Regions from separate parts of the Mus musculus genome. Here regions 1 and 3 are each linked to region 2. The links are chromatin contacts, called in public HiChIP or PLAC-seq maps. All regions are on one chromosome and are shown on one strand. Each heading gives the region's core, a stretch centred on a gene start, on an enhancer-like site or on the middle of the called end of the contact. The rest is flanking DNA. Distances are from core to core; before and after follow the strand shown. Region 1 holds the start of Cenpn (centromere protein N). Region 2 overlaps Wwox (WW domain-containing oxidoreductase). Region 3 holds the start of Gcsh (glycine cleavage system protein H (aminomethyl carrier)).

Evidence for each region. HiChIP or PLAC-seq counts read pairs in DNA pulled down with a chosen protein or histone mark.
Region 1: a contact with region 2 is called in an H3K27ac HiChIP or PLAC-seq map of large pre-B cells, with 5 times the contacts expected there. The contact joins the promoter of Cenpn here to the enhancer-like site in region 2. A contact is called at or near these places in 2 of 39 promoter capture datasets (hippocampal neurons and pre-B cells), 2 of 115 datasets of contacts at active chromatin or transcription factors (large pre-B cells and pro-B cells) and 1 of 9 other capture datasets (liver).
Region 3: an H3K4me3 HiChIP or PLAC-seq map of pro-B cells shows a contact between it and region 2, with 6 times the contacts expected there. The contact joins the promoter of Gcsh here to the enhancer-like site in region 2. A contact is called at or near these places in 5 of 39 promoter capture datasets (the 3T3-L1 cell line, the C10 cell line, hippocampal neurons and 1 more) and 1 of 115 datasets of contacts at active chromatin or transcription factors (pro-B cells).

The regions. Positions count from the first base shown.
Region 1 is chr8:116,919,218-116,923,730 of GRCm38.p6, reverse strand. Cenpn (centromere protein N) reads right to left here and starts at 1,991. Exons shown (of 12, transcript NM_028131.3): 1 at 1,948-1,991; 2 at 1,290-1,403. Cmc2 (COX assembly mitochondrial protein 2) reads left to right here and starts at 2,295. Exons shown (of 4, transcript NM_026844.3): 1 at 2,295-2,380.
Region 2 is chr8:114,813,759-114,818,628 of GRCm38.p6, reverse strand. The region is part of intron 8 of Wwox (WW domain-containing oxidoreductase); the gene reads right to left. Among named protein-coding and RNA genes, the nearest start is that of Gm16118, 110 kb to the right of the region's middle. Within about 2 kb of position 3,073, at least 88 of the 459 cell types and tissues checked have an H3K27ac peak or open chromatin away from gene starts, as enhancers often do. A contact at or near this core is called in pro-B cells, where this site is marked.
Region 3 is chr8:116,990,863-116,995,607 of GRCm38.p6, reverse strand. It overlaps Gcsh (glycine cleavage system protein H (aminomethyl carrier)), which reads left to right and starts at 2,110. Exons shown (of 5, transcript NM_026572.4): 1 at 2,110-2,320. The coding sequence starts at 2,182.

The DNA.
Region 1 (4,513 bases), core at 742-3,241, 2.1 Mb before region 2:
GAACTTCTGATCTTCCTGTCCCCATCTCCCAGGCACTGCTGTTACACGTGTGCGCTACCACATCCGGTTTCATGTGGTTTGGGAGATGACCCCAAGGCTTACTGCATGCGGAGGCAAGCATTCCACCAACTGAGCTACCTCTCTAGTCCCAGCTGAGTTCATTTAAAAAGGTGTGCACCACCACTGCCTGGCTCCCCAGGAAACTTACTGCAATCATCCAACAGTGGTTTGTTTGTTTTTTTTTTTTTTCCAATCTTCCATCGTTTATTATTTTTACAGAACCACCTGCAATTGGCTTTATAATTTTATCATAGCTACGTTAATTTTTTTTTCTGCTCAAGACAGGGACTATGTTGATCTTATTCACAACTATGTTTTTAAACTCTATAGCCGTTTTATAACTGTTCTGGCAGGAGCAAAGTCATTCTAAAAAGAGGCACTTGTGAGTGTCCCCACAGAGACATGGAGTTCAACCCAGGGATCTGATGGGGAAGGAAAGGCTGACACCTGGTGCCAGTCAGAGGGAGCTTTTCTGTCTCCTTGTCAGACCCTCTTGCAGAAGGGACTGCAACACCAGGGCAACGATGTCTCAGAGATGGGAGGACCACACCGTGACTAGGGCTGCTTAGTTGTGTATACCCTCTGCTTTCTGTTGAATCTTCTGTTTCAGGACTCAACACTTGGTGTGTGGGTCACTAGACCTCTTTGCTCTTCCCAGTGTGGCCACACTGAATACATGTCTCTTTTCTGCCTCTCATTTAAGACTTGTCTTTTTTAGCCAGGCGGTGGTGGCGCACATCTCTAATCCCAGTACTTGGGAGGCAGAAGCAGGCGGATTTCTGAGTTCAAGGCCAGCCTGGTCTACAAAGTGAGTACCAGGACAGACAGGGCTATAAAGAGAAACCCTGTCTCGAAAAAACAAAACAAACAAACAAACAAACAAACAAAAGACTTGTCCTTTTAAGTGGCCTATGGAGCCTAGCTTGTTAGGGCTGCCAGGGCTGGGGGGTTCTGATCCTAGCAATTTCAGTCACCATGAGCCAAATCACACAGCGAGTCTGGTCACCCAAGAACAATCTCATATGCACTTGACTAATGACTGATGGAAGAGTGACTGGATACCCACCCTAAGCGGTATGCACAAGGGAAGGATATAGTTCCACTGTCTGTCAACTATTAAACCAACACCTTGTTCGTGACAACATCTGAGAGCGTTTTCCTGATCCTCAGTGAGGTAAATTAGAGGAGAGTGTATGCAAAGCAGGCATTTCTCCTATCCCAGTACTGACCAGGCCAGATGCGGCTATAAACTTCGGAGATCAGGGCCTTCGGGGTGGGGTGCCCAATCCTTAGCACTTCCGAAGATTCTTAATTCTGAGTGATCTATCTGCACCATGCCCTTCCTAAAAGAAATGACAGAAAGGGCGTAACACATCAACAAAGTTAGCAAGTCTTTGAGTGAACTTTCTGCCCTGTTACTATTTCAATTTCTATTTTCTAGCGCTTTATTCATGGTAGCAGCTAAGACAAGGCTGTTGAATGTACACGTGACAATAACGATCCGGTAGACCCGCATGGAGCACAAGGAGTATAGCAACAGGAGGCATGGACAAAAACTGAGGCGAGGCTAGGAATTAGAGAGCTGACACCTAGGCTCGACGGAACCTAAGGATCAAAGTAAAGCAGCTCTTGAGCGGGCAGCCCGGAGCCTCCATGGCATAAACGCCAAGGGACATAAAACCCCGCCCCACTCCGGGCGGATATGACGCCATGGACGCTCATCCCGGCCCTCTTGGCCCGGACCCGGCCTCCACTAGTGTCACTCCTAGGCTAAGATCCCGTGGCGGAACTGCGCCGTGGCAAGGCCCCCGTAGATGTCTGAGGCCTGGCTCCTGTAGTCCTCCCGCCGCCTCCGAGTCCAATTCGGTGTCGCTGAGGCTGCCTTACCAGTCCACATCGCCCGCCGTCTCTGCAGCGGTTCCCGCCGAGGTGCTTTTGAAGCCGCCAATGGCCGCTCGGGCCCCGCCCACCTGGCAAGCCCTCCGCACTGCTTCGGCTGCACGGGGGGACGCGGCTGTGGGCGCCTGATGGAAAACGCTTTAGATCCCCAGAGTCGCTGTACTCAGAGACAGGATCATGTAAATATAATTGTTCTCCGTCTCGAATTCCACCTGGCAGTCATCTCTGTGTGCTGTCCCCGCCGAGCCCCGGTGGGATGGCCCTAGATCCCCCTCAGCATGGGACAGTGGACCGGTCCAGGCGGAGCGATGCATGCAGGATGACGCATGCGCGGAGCGTCGGTGCTTGCAAGTCCTAAGGGAGCTGCGGGCTCCGTGTCGGTGACTTCTCTTTCTGTGCTTCTTGTAGGGGCTGAGTGACGGTGAGTGTCGGGTGTCCTTCAGCCTCCGGGCATCTGGCTGCCTGTGGCGGAAGGACGCGGCTCTTTAGCTTCCCACGCCGCGCTAGGTTCACCCATGTCCCTGCCCTTGGACCTTTACTAGGAACACTCTTCTTGGTGAGCCGCGGGCATGAGCTGTCACACTGCTGAGATCTGCCCGCCGCTCGCTGGCATTGCGACCTTGGGCGCGCGCCTGGTCGAGTGCGCGTACCCTGCTGCAAAACTTTGGAGATGCGTGACACTGAGGGCGCATTGAGCTAACTGTTCTGGCTGATAACTAATCTAGGGAGCTGCCGTCAAAAGTTTCTTTACTGAAAAGTCACTGGACTGGCTGGTGATGTGGGTATCTGTAAAGATCCCCCACGGTACACTTGACAAGGAAAGTAATGTTTAGGGTCCGTTAGATAGGCTTCGAGGACGACTGTGAGTGTTTTCACAATAGATGTATTAGAAGCCTCTGTTAAAACTTCTCGAAATCAAACAAAACCCCAGGCAAGGAGGGTAGGATGGTTTGCTTCAATCTCAGCTCTGGGGAGGTGGTGGAGGCAAGAATCAGGAATTCAAGGTCACCCTCAGCAACATAAGGAATTTGAGGCTACACTAGACCCTGTGTTAGTAACAAAACCCACTTTAAATGTATGCAACTTTGCCTTGGCAAAGGGATTCTCTTGACATCTTTTCTGTCTTGTACATCCAGGCCTTGGTATTTGGTTGATCGAAGTGAAAATACGCCTCTCCATTTTCAGTGTTAAATGTCAACATTCAGCAGACATTTATTTCTTTTTTCCTCTAAAATTTCCCTGGTCTTAGCAGACTACTTACCTGCCTACCTGGCACTAGTAGGAGATTGTTCCAGAATGATGCAGAGGAGGCCTATTCTTTTTTTTTTTTTTTTTTTTTTTGGTTTTTCGAGACAGGGTTTTTCTGTGTAGCCCTGGCTGTCCTGGAACTCGCTTTGTAGACCAGGCTGGCCTTGAACTCAGAAATCCGCCTGCCTCTGCCTCCCAAGTGCTGGGATCAAAGGCGTGCGCCACCACGCCCGGCAGAGGCCTATTCTTTTGAGAAGCAGTTTTAAGGTGATAGTTGAGAAATGATCATGTGTGTGTGTGTGTGTGTGTGTGTGTGTGCGTGTGTGTGCGTGCACGCCTGCCTGTCAGAAGATGCTCACTGGAGTTAGTTTTCTCCTTCCACCATGTGTGTTTTGAAGATTGAATTCAAGTCCTCATGCACTTGCTGGCCTTAATTAGTGTGTATTTTTGTATGTGTCTGTTTTGGGATTGGGCCTGACCTCAGTCCAGCCAACCCTCATGCTCTATGTCTATATCTGCCTTACGGATTTGAGACCTGCTTTCTCCTTAACTGTGTTAGCTTGCTGTTTTGGCTAGGTTGGCTAGCCATGAGAACCTTCTTGGGGTCTGCCTGACCCGATCTCCGCAATAAGGGGTGCAGACACCTAAGGCACAGCAAGAGCTTTACCCACCAAACATCTCTCCAGCTCCTTGCTTATTTTAAACTATTAGGAATGGCAACTGTAGTGTAAGTTTCTTTCTTGGGCAGCCAGAATAGCAAAATCTCTCTAAAAGAAATACAGATGGCGTTAAAATATAGGGATGTCACCTCTTATAATACCTTCTCTTATCAGCACGCATTTCCTCATACTAGAGTCACTCTATTTAAAAATGTGCTTCCTGGCGCTAAAGCAAGGGATTTGTTCCATAAGGTTGCGTGTTTAGGACTTAGGTTAAATAGAGTTCTTCTTGCCAAGAGTGGAAGAAAACAAAATTAACATTTTATTCTTTGAAACAGCCATCCAGGATAAGCAGTGAGAAAAGCCCATTTTCGTTTCTCAGTTAAAAATAAAATGAAAACAATTTTTCTTTTTTTCTTTTTTCTGGCTAGCACTGTAGTAATATACAAAGTTTAAAAACTTTTGTCATGATGGGAAGAAAATACATGTAGTTATGTGTGTTTGTTTGTCTATGATACACATATATAGATTATTGGCCAAATGCTTTCTCAAGTACAGATACTTATTAAATTGTGGTAGGATTATGTCCAGATAAATGCACTGTAAGTTCAAAACTTCATTTAAAGGGCACGGTAAGGCCAAATTGC
Region 2 (4,870 bases), core at 1,824-4,323:
CAATTCTCTTAGATAGCTTGGTATGTCTACTCGCTCTAAAGGCATGTGGGTGGATGAGAGCCTTTGGTTTCAGAGTTCGGCTTGAAGTTCTTTTTCAATAGAAAGATGCCCACATGTCCGCACGTGCATCCTGAATACAGAACATCCTTGTGCTCTCTCTCGCATGAATCCATATTGTTCAATTCAGGTCTTTCCAGCTTGTCAGTTGTATTCCCCAACAACTTCCTGCCTCCCAGAAATGGCGATTGCTTCTGAAGTATTCAAAGTGTTAAAAGGAAATAAATAAATAAGGAAAGAGGGATAGCTGCAAAAGGGCAGCGTTTATCCCACACGGAGAAACGGACAAGTAGACCGGGAGAGGCATTGTCAGAGTGGTTTTTTTTTTTTTTTTTTTTTGCAAATGGCATTTTCAGCAATATAAATTATGATTTATTTTCCCATGTAATCATCTTGATTGCAGACATCCTTTTGGAGAAATCGCACCGCTCTTGGCTAGCTTTTTAAAGCCCCAGAAGACAACTTTCAATTCTGATTAGTATGTATGGTGGGAAATCAGATACATTATATTTAGCTTGAAGTGTGGAGTGCAGAGAGCTCAAAGAAAGAAAGATAGAAGGAGAAATGGGGGTGGTGGGGGTGGTGGAGAAAACATCTGTAATCCTTCTCTGAAGGATCTGGAGGCACGCAGTAGGGTGAGAAGCAAGAGGAGCTGTTGAGTGTATGGGGTTGTCTTCCTGTAATTAACCAATTGTGGCTCCTTGTCAGGGACTCACATGCTGTGAGGTTTTACATGGGAGGACTTTGAGCCCTGCTCTTGTGTTAGGATGCTGAAGATTCAGCTTCCACCCACACGGTCTTCCCTGCGCCAGTGGTCACGATGCCAAGCTCATCCACTTAAGGTGAGTCGGCTGAAGATCTGTGCACTTAGATGAACTAAAAAGGCATGTGGGGACTCACCGGGTCCAGGCATCTGTTAAAAAGCTATGCATGGTGCCAGATCTTTATGATGGGAGGCCATGATACATCTTCCACGGGCCACCTGCTGGGGCGGGGCAAGTGGAATGCCTGAGCAGACATTTTGGTGTTGCAAAAAGGCTTTGTCTGTGAACTCAGTCCAGAGATGTGCCATCAATTTGCAAAGCAAACTGCAAAACTGTCACATGTTTTAAGTAAGCTTAGACTTTGTGTGTGTGTGTGTGTGTGTGTGTGTGTGTTGGGGGGCACTGTGTTCATGGCTCTCCTTGGTCACAGGCTCCTCTGGGTCCCATGGGGGGGGGGCACACCTAGCGTGAGGAACTTCCAAGCTCAGACTCACTCTTTGGATGCCTCGAGCATTCCCTCCAGGCCCGGCTGCTCCTGTATTGGAATAGAACAAAGGAGAGGCACCTCCCCTCCTGGGTGTGAGTAAAGGGGTGTGGGATGGGTGTATCAGTTTTCATACTGATGTCACCTGGCTGCACTGGGGGTTCAAGCATAATTGTGGGGGAAGGGGTGTTCTAAGATGAAACCGTATCTCAGCAGAGCACTGTGCAAGGCTGACATGGTAGAGGTCACATGCCAGACCTCTCCAGGCTTATTTTTTTTCTCCTGCCTCACATTGTTCTGTGCCTAACCAGCACAGCTGAAAGGGAAACTGGGAGGGTATCTGTGGAAAGCCTGTCTGCTACCACAGGGCTAACAAGTGACAACCACTCACTCGATGGTCCCGGCAATCCTCCATGTCATGATTCCAAGTGGGGAACTCTGTGGCACAGAGAAGACAGCGTGTTGAATTCAGCCATTGAAGAGACCCACCGTGTACACATGGGCTTCTCCCAGGCATTGATCTGTCAGTGCATTTATTCTAAACAGATTTTACATATGCTATCGAAAGCTCCAAACTCGGTGCCCAAGTCACGTAAGTCCCTCTATTTGTGTTCAGACAGCAGCGTCGAGAAAGTGAGGGAGATTCAAACCTCAAAGGGACTTCATCTGTGGGTCGCTGCTGCTTCTCCTGGGGTGTCAAGGGACACGGGTGGGTGGCCTCCGGTAGCAGACGGCAGCCACCTGCTATGACTGAAGAGGAACCTCAAGCCTCAGTCTTGTAGCTTTAAGGGACTAAATTCTGCCAACACCTTGAACGAACGTGGCAGTGGATTTCCCTCCAGTGTCCGCAGACAGGAGTGCAGCTCCAGCTGATGCCCCACGGTCTTCCTGAGGTTCAGAGATGATAACACAGCTATAATGGGCCCTTACTTTCGACCTATAGAACTGCAGCCATTGATATGGGCTAGAGTTGCCAAGTGTATGCTGATTTGTTACACAGGGATGGCGCACACACAAACAGAGCAGAAAGCAAGAACTCCAGCTTAAAGAACCCTAAGTAGAACTTCTCTTCTGCCTTTTTTTTTTTTAAATATTTTTATTAGCTTTCACAATCACTGTTCCTATAGAGCATAAAACCCTAATCGCCACAGCTCTGGTTTTTTTTAGTTAGAAAAGGTTGGTTCCAAAACAATACTTATCACTGTTATTTTCCTTGACAGTGGTGATATGCTAGGCAGGCGTGAGTTCAGGCTAGTAGTAGCTAGTGAAATTCCTTTCCCATGCCAAGTGTTAGATAAAATCAGAAATCAACATCCTCATATACCAACAGTATTGAGGATTTAGGCTACAAAAAGAATATGCTTTCTTCTATGTTACTATGTCCAAAGGATCTCTGCAATGGATATTTGTACGTAAAAATATCATCCCACCTCCTATAATCTGTCAAACTACAGAGAGAAGGGAAAAAGGAGTGGATTTGTAAGTTCCTTCTTATACCCAAAGTATACCAGAGAGAGAGAGAGAGAGAGAGAGAGAGAGAGAGAGAGAGAGAGGGAGAGGGAGAGGGAGAGAGAGAGAGAGAGCACCACTCACTCATTTCTGTGAAGCAATGTAACAGCAAACTCCTGAGATCTGAGTTATTTCAGACAAACAGAAAAATGTAGCTTTGGGAGGAAGCTGGGAACTGGCCCTCCTGCATTAGACTGTAAGCCAGGGCATACACTGAGGAAACAGAGAAGGTTGGGTGAGACTTGTGGTCTATGTCTGTTTGCTCCGGGTCTGTGAGATGGGTGGGGTGAGGACCTTCCTGTTTATGTTCACATGACTAAAGCCCTTAGTTAGAACACCCCATCAAGAAACTCATGCCGGAAGTGGGTTTCCCTCGAGGGGAGCAGTTCAAGAAAGAAAAAAAAAAGGGAAAGCTACGTGGAATACACAAAACGCTCACACATGACTAATTGTGCCTTTTGCTGACCACACTGCTCCCAGAGTCCTTGATTCCTGACATATGTGACAAGTGATGCTAGATCCAAGGTGATGCAAGGGTCCTGGTGAGGAAGGGGAAGTGGGTGAAGTCATTTCCACTCATTCATTGTCTGGAGAATGTCTTCCACAGCTGACGACACTGCTCTTGACACCCACCCCACCATTCTGCTGACAGTCGCACTATTCCTAAACATTCCTGGTGATGATCTTTCCCATGACGGGAGGATCTACAGTAGGCTGGGTCTTGGGAGCCGTCAGGAGACTTTTGCTCTATCTCCTGGCTCCTCCTCTACCACTTTCCTTCTCCCATGCTGGGCTCCTGCCAGACTCAACTGTATCTCTTGGCACACACATGCTCAGGGTGGCAGTGTATGATGCCCAGCAGGCTAGTAAACAGATATCACATGGTCCTATGACTTGAGAGGGTACTGTGGGGACTACAGAGGATGCCAACTTGCCTGACTCAGTCTGGAGGAGGAAGAGGAGGAAAAGGAGGAGGAGGAAGAGGAGGAAGAGGAGGAGAAGGAAGAGGAGGAAGAGGCGGAAGGGGAGGAAGAAGAGGAAAAGGAAGAGGAGGAGGAAGAGGAGAAGAGGAAGAGGAGGAAGAAGAGGAGGAAGAAGAAGAAAGACCTGCAGCTAGCTTTGGATAGAACATTCCAGGCAGAGAGATGCACCAATCCATACAAAGACCTGTTAACAAGACTGAATGTTTAGGAATGGGCAGAGTCAGTGTGTAATCTTCTACTTGGAAAAGCAGTCGATGTGGGTGCTGGTCTTGGGATATTCTCTCTTCTATGTCCTCCCCTCTATCAAACCCAGTACCTCACACATGCTAGCCACCAAGATATAGTCCTCGGCCTTCGTCTATTTCTTACTAGGAACAATTTCTTTCTTTCATTTTTATTGTAATCTGTGGCAACATGTAAATGTGCTGCCAACCTTGAACCGTAAGATAGTGCAAAACAATATGTGTATGACACTGGCCCAATTCTTCTGAAACATGAACGGTGGCTATGGTGGGCACCGAGACTCAAGCCCGGGTCAGGCCAGTCTCTCCTGACTCAAATCACCATGGGCTCAGTACTACTTATACTCTTTGTTATAGCTTACAATTATACTCTCCTGCCTGCACGGTTAAGATGGCACCTAAGATAAATGAACCACCTCTAATAAGGGACGAGAGCCTTCCATCACGGAAGGTCCCTGACCATTCCGGAGGCTCTGACCCCACGAGAACTTTGCTCTTCACAAGTCAGGGTTGGTCACCAAATCCTGTTGCCTTCCACTGACCCATACATAGACTTACTGCCTGTGAGCCGTGTGTGACCGACCGGTTACTACCCATCTCCATTTCTCCTTGTTGGGATCCTCTTTCTCTCCAAAGGAGGAGGGGAAAAAATACCATGTTTATCTCCAACCTCCCCGAGTCTGATGTGCAATACGCTGGCATTTGCTGGTAAAGCATAAAATTATAAGGAGGGCCTAATTGACCCTCCTGTGTCTTTGAAAAAGCCTGTCTGTGGTCTCTAATTGACCCTCTAGGTACCTATGGAACAATGAATGAATCTTCGAGAAATAA
Region 3 (4,745 bases), core at 861-3,360, 2.2 Mb before region 2:
TCCCACTGGAGTACTGGCTTTGCTGTCTATAGAGGAATTCTGCAACCCAACTGGTAAAATAGTCACAATAGATACATATCTAATAGTGTACAAGCTTGTTGGTTCTGATGTATTTTCTCCTTGAAATAAAATGGAAAAGAACATTCTCTACGGAACAATTAATTCATTGCTTTGGTTATTGGCGGTTGTCTTTGAGTGGTTCTCAAGACTTCTAAATGCTAATAGGTATCCTGCTAACTTGCTGGGACCAAGAATGACAAACTGATAGGTTTAAAGAACAGAAGAGCATTAGTGGTTGGTGGCACACACCTTTAATCCCAGCACTCAGGAGGCAGAGGCATCGGATTGTTTCGGTAAATATTAATTGGGGGTTTCTACCCCACCATAGATCCGCTAGTTCCCAAATAAAAGACATAAAACCTTTATATTTATAATAAGCCTTAAAGCACTAGAACTGGGCAGATATCAACCCTCTATGTTTTTTTTTTGTTTGTTTGTTTTTGGTTTTTGGTTTTTCGAGACAGGGTTTCTCTGTATAGTCCTGGCTGTCCTGGAACTCACTTTGTAGACCAGGCTGGCCTTGAACTCAGAAATTCACCTGCCTCTGCCTCCCAAGTGCTGGGATTAAAGGTGTGCGCCACCACGCCCCGGCTGTCTCTCTGTCTCTCTTTTTTTAATATATATAAATGTTTAATCTATCTATCTATCCATCCATCCATCATCTATCTATCTATCTATCTATCTATCTATCTATCTATCTATCTTTGGTTTTCGGAGACAGAGTTCCTCTGGTTGTCTGGTATAGCCCTGGCTGTTCTGGAACTCACTATAGACCAGGCTGACATTGAATTCAGAGATCTGTCCCTGAGTGCTAGGATTAAAGCTGCATGCAGCTACCAGGCTGGAATCTCTTCTTGAGGGTTGGGTTGCTTTGTTTGTTTGCTGGCTCTGTAGAGTCTTCCCTATAGGGCTGGTCAGTTTAAAGAAAAGACAGGATCACTGGCTGGCCTACAAGTGTAAGCCGGTCCTGATGTGGCCTTGAACTACTTGAGCCAGTCCCTGAGCAGGAGGCTGGCTGGGCTGGCAGGAGAAGAAACAGCCCATTTTAAAAGGTACCACCCGTTTTTAAGGTACCGGGCTTTTGTCTCAGCTCAGGGGGGTGTAGATGAAGCTGGCCATCATGGAAGCTCACCACCTTTGTCATCTACCAGAGTTTTTATCTAACTGCTACTTCCTTGCCACCAGCAGCCCTAGTTTGGCTTGAATGTCTGGTACAGCTTCTAGTATATATTGTTCCGCCCTTCCCCTCATCCACTGTACAGACTCTGGGTTCCCTGCCCCCAGTACATCCTACGCTTTTCTCTTGGCTAAGGGACACTGAGCCTTTTCAGGGAGCCTTCTCTCCCTCTCCAAGGACATCTGCAGCCACCTCAGGGTAAATCCTGTTTTGTCTTGGTGGTGCCAACCCATTTCCCTTGACAGTGAACATAAGGAATGGAGGTCCCTGACTTGATAACTCCGAGGATGGACAACTCCTTACTCGGAAATCCGCCTGCCTCTGCCTCCCGAGTGCTGGGATTAAAGGCGTGCGCCACCACGCCCGGCTCCCTTTTCTCTTTCTGTCCTTTTTCTTTCCTCCCTCCCTCCCTCTTTCTTTCTTTGAAACAGGGTTTGATGCCTAGAACGGTCTTAAATGAATCCCATGGGGGTGACCTTGTGCAGTTAGGCGTAACTGTGTGCTTTAAGGGCCTGGCGGCACCTCATCTTCCGTAGGACTTTTTGGCTTAGTGGCATGAGACTGCGTTAGCCCAGCAAAACCATCCTTGCTGGAATCTTTCTCTGGCCCCTGCAGCGATGCAGTTCAGGGCAACTCCTAGATTGCGGACTTGGAGCTTCTATTCGCAAGATTCTACTCTCCGCCCTCCAGTGAGGCCCCGCCTCCTCCCTGCCCAGCCAATCTGCGCCTCTCACACAGCCCCATCCGGGCCTCAGCGCCTCCACATGCACACGCCCCTCGCGCGGGTTGTCCTATCCGAAGTGGAACCTTCAAGATGTCCAATCAGAGCGCGCCTCTCCCGGGCTCCGCCCCCGGGCCTGGGTGCTCCGCTTACTCTGGACCCACCCCGTCCCCACCGGCCCGGTGGCGGAGGCGAAGCGCAGTTACCCTCCGGACCTCTGACCATGTCGCTGCAAGTGTCGAGGAGCTTGCGGGTTGTGGCCTACAGCCTGCGCACCGCCCTGACCTTCTGCTCGCCGCGGCCCTGTGTACCGAGCGCCGCCGCCGTCCGCTCACTGCGCACCGGATCTGCTTTGCTGTCGGGTAAGTGCAGGGCACGTGGTCACCGCTCCTGCCCGCCCTACTCCCAAGCCTCCTGGCCGGACCGACCTATAGCCCTACCCACGCTTCTCGCTCTTGGGATCCTGGTTCTGCGGCCTTTCTCCCTAAGTAGGCGGGAGAGTACAGGAGCAAACTTTGAACCCGGGGTAGAAAGGTGGAGCTGGGAGGGAAGGACGGCTGGACCCGCAGGTAAACCGGCCACTCGTGCCGGGCTGAGCTTGCTTTTAGGTGCACCGAGATCCTAAATGTGGGGAGCACTTAGGTTTGCTGTGGAACCTAACAGCAGTTTGTTTACGAGGAACTGCGAAGTGAAGTTAAGCAGAAACACATACTAAAATTTAGCAGAATGCATATACAGATGAATGAAAAGTCAGAGTAACAGAAATAAGCTTTTTACTCTCTCCCCCGCCCCCCGCAAAATCAAGCGTAGTGAGGAAGCTTTAGCTGTGAACTACAGACAGCAGGAAAAGTTCTAACGTCTGAGTCATTGATGTGTACTGGGGTTCAAACGAGCCTGGTTTGACGGACTGGAAATAGCTGGGAGACCTGCCCATTGTACGCGTTTGCACAGTTAGCTGGGAAACAGTTTTATGTGCAAGTAGTGGAGACCTTACTCAGGCAGCACAAATCGGAACGGCTGCTCTCAGCGAGTGCCGTGGGTCAGAAATCTGTGGAACTCAAAATGTTGATCACGTTATTCCTCGGTGTGGAGTGCCACGTTTCTTCCTTTCTTGCTAAAATTTCTCCAGTTTTTCACACACCAGACCGTTATTGACTGGAGTACAAGGGTAAAGAAATGCTCAAATAAGCAGTCCGTTTCAAACCAGGCATGGTGGGTGGCTTCCACCGGTAACCGTGTCAGCACTGCTGAGGTGGAGGATCGCTGTGAGGCCGAGGGCAGCTGGAGCTACATACTGAGTTCCAGGTATTTGGTTAAATATTGCCTAATGTGTCAATTCCCACGGTCTGCTTAACTACTCAGGTTCTTTTCATTTTTACCCTCTTTGAACTGGCAGAATTGTGCACACTTATTATGCAGGGTGCAGAGCCTTGTGCTTGTTGAAACACAGACATTATTCAATTCTGGTTTTTCCTCTTAGAGCTGTGTGGTCTCGGGCACAGTCTCTCAACTTCTCAGAACCCCAGTGCCCTGCATTAGAACAGTGGAGGCGAGGCAATAGCTACCTCAGAGTTACTGGGAAGTCGTCCTGTCACCTGCAGCTTGACATATTAGCAGTGAATAGTTTTATTAACTATTAGTGTGTAGTGCCAGATAGCACCACTGACCCATATTAAGCAAGCTATTGTGTTTGAGAATGCAGTATCTTCAGTTTCAGCTCAGATTTTCTGAGGCCCCAAACCATGGTGGGGTTTTGTTTCTGTTTTCTCAAGGCTGGGTTTCTCTGTGTAATCTTCCCTATTCTAGAACTCTCTCTCTCTGTAGATCAGGCTGGCCTAGAACTCACAGAAGTCTACCTGCCTCTTCCTCTCTGAGTGCTGGGATTTAGGTGTGCCGCCCCCCCCCCCCCCCCCAGTCTGTTTCTGCTCTGAGGTCTGCTCTCACTGCGAAGCTGGAGAGACCCCTGTGTAGCTGAGGATGACAACTTCAGATCCTTCCACAGTGCTGCGACTGGACTGCCGAGCACCACCAAACCCAGCTGTGCAATGGTAGAGACTGAACTCAGAGCTACCACAGTGATAGGCAAGCACCCATCCCCCAAAGCCACATCCCCAGGTCTCAAACTGTGTTTTTCGAGGATTAGGAAGAAAGTAATTATTTACCTAATCTGCTTTCTTCAGTGAGGTCAAGGGTTAACGGAGAATTGTAATCTGTGCCTAAGCCTAGGTAGCATTCCTGGGCTAAAAGGACAATATGGACTTTAAGGGCAAGTGGACCTGGGTGTGCTGAGCTCAGAATGCTGCTGGCTCAAACTGAAGCTGCAAAGTTGAGGCAGAGCAGCGACACTGTCAGCGGTGTGGCCGAGGATAGCGCAAAGGGTCAGAGATCTGTGACTGTCCGCCCCTGGTCAGATGCTGTGTTGAGGTGATGATTGTTGGTCATAAGGTAATCAGGGGGTTCTAGACTTGTAAGAGAATGGCAGTTGAGAGCCACAGCCACATAGCTGTGCATCATCTTTGACCCAAATCCCTTTTCCTTTATTTTTTTTAGCAGGGTTGGGAATTGAAGCCAAGGCTTTGGCCCTTTCTTCAAGGACAGGCTTAAAGAATTGCAGAATTTTAAGAACTTGGCCAAGTTATAATTGTTTATAGGAAGCCTGTTTCAGTCCATAGAACTAAGTTGCAGTTACCTTAGAGAACTCTACCTAAAGACTCACATTACCCTTTTTTAGGTTAAATCTTTTGGTTTTCATATCTTTGTTGTTGTTGTTTTGTTTCTTGAGACAGG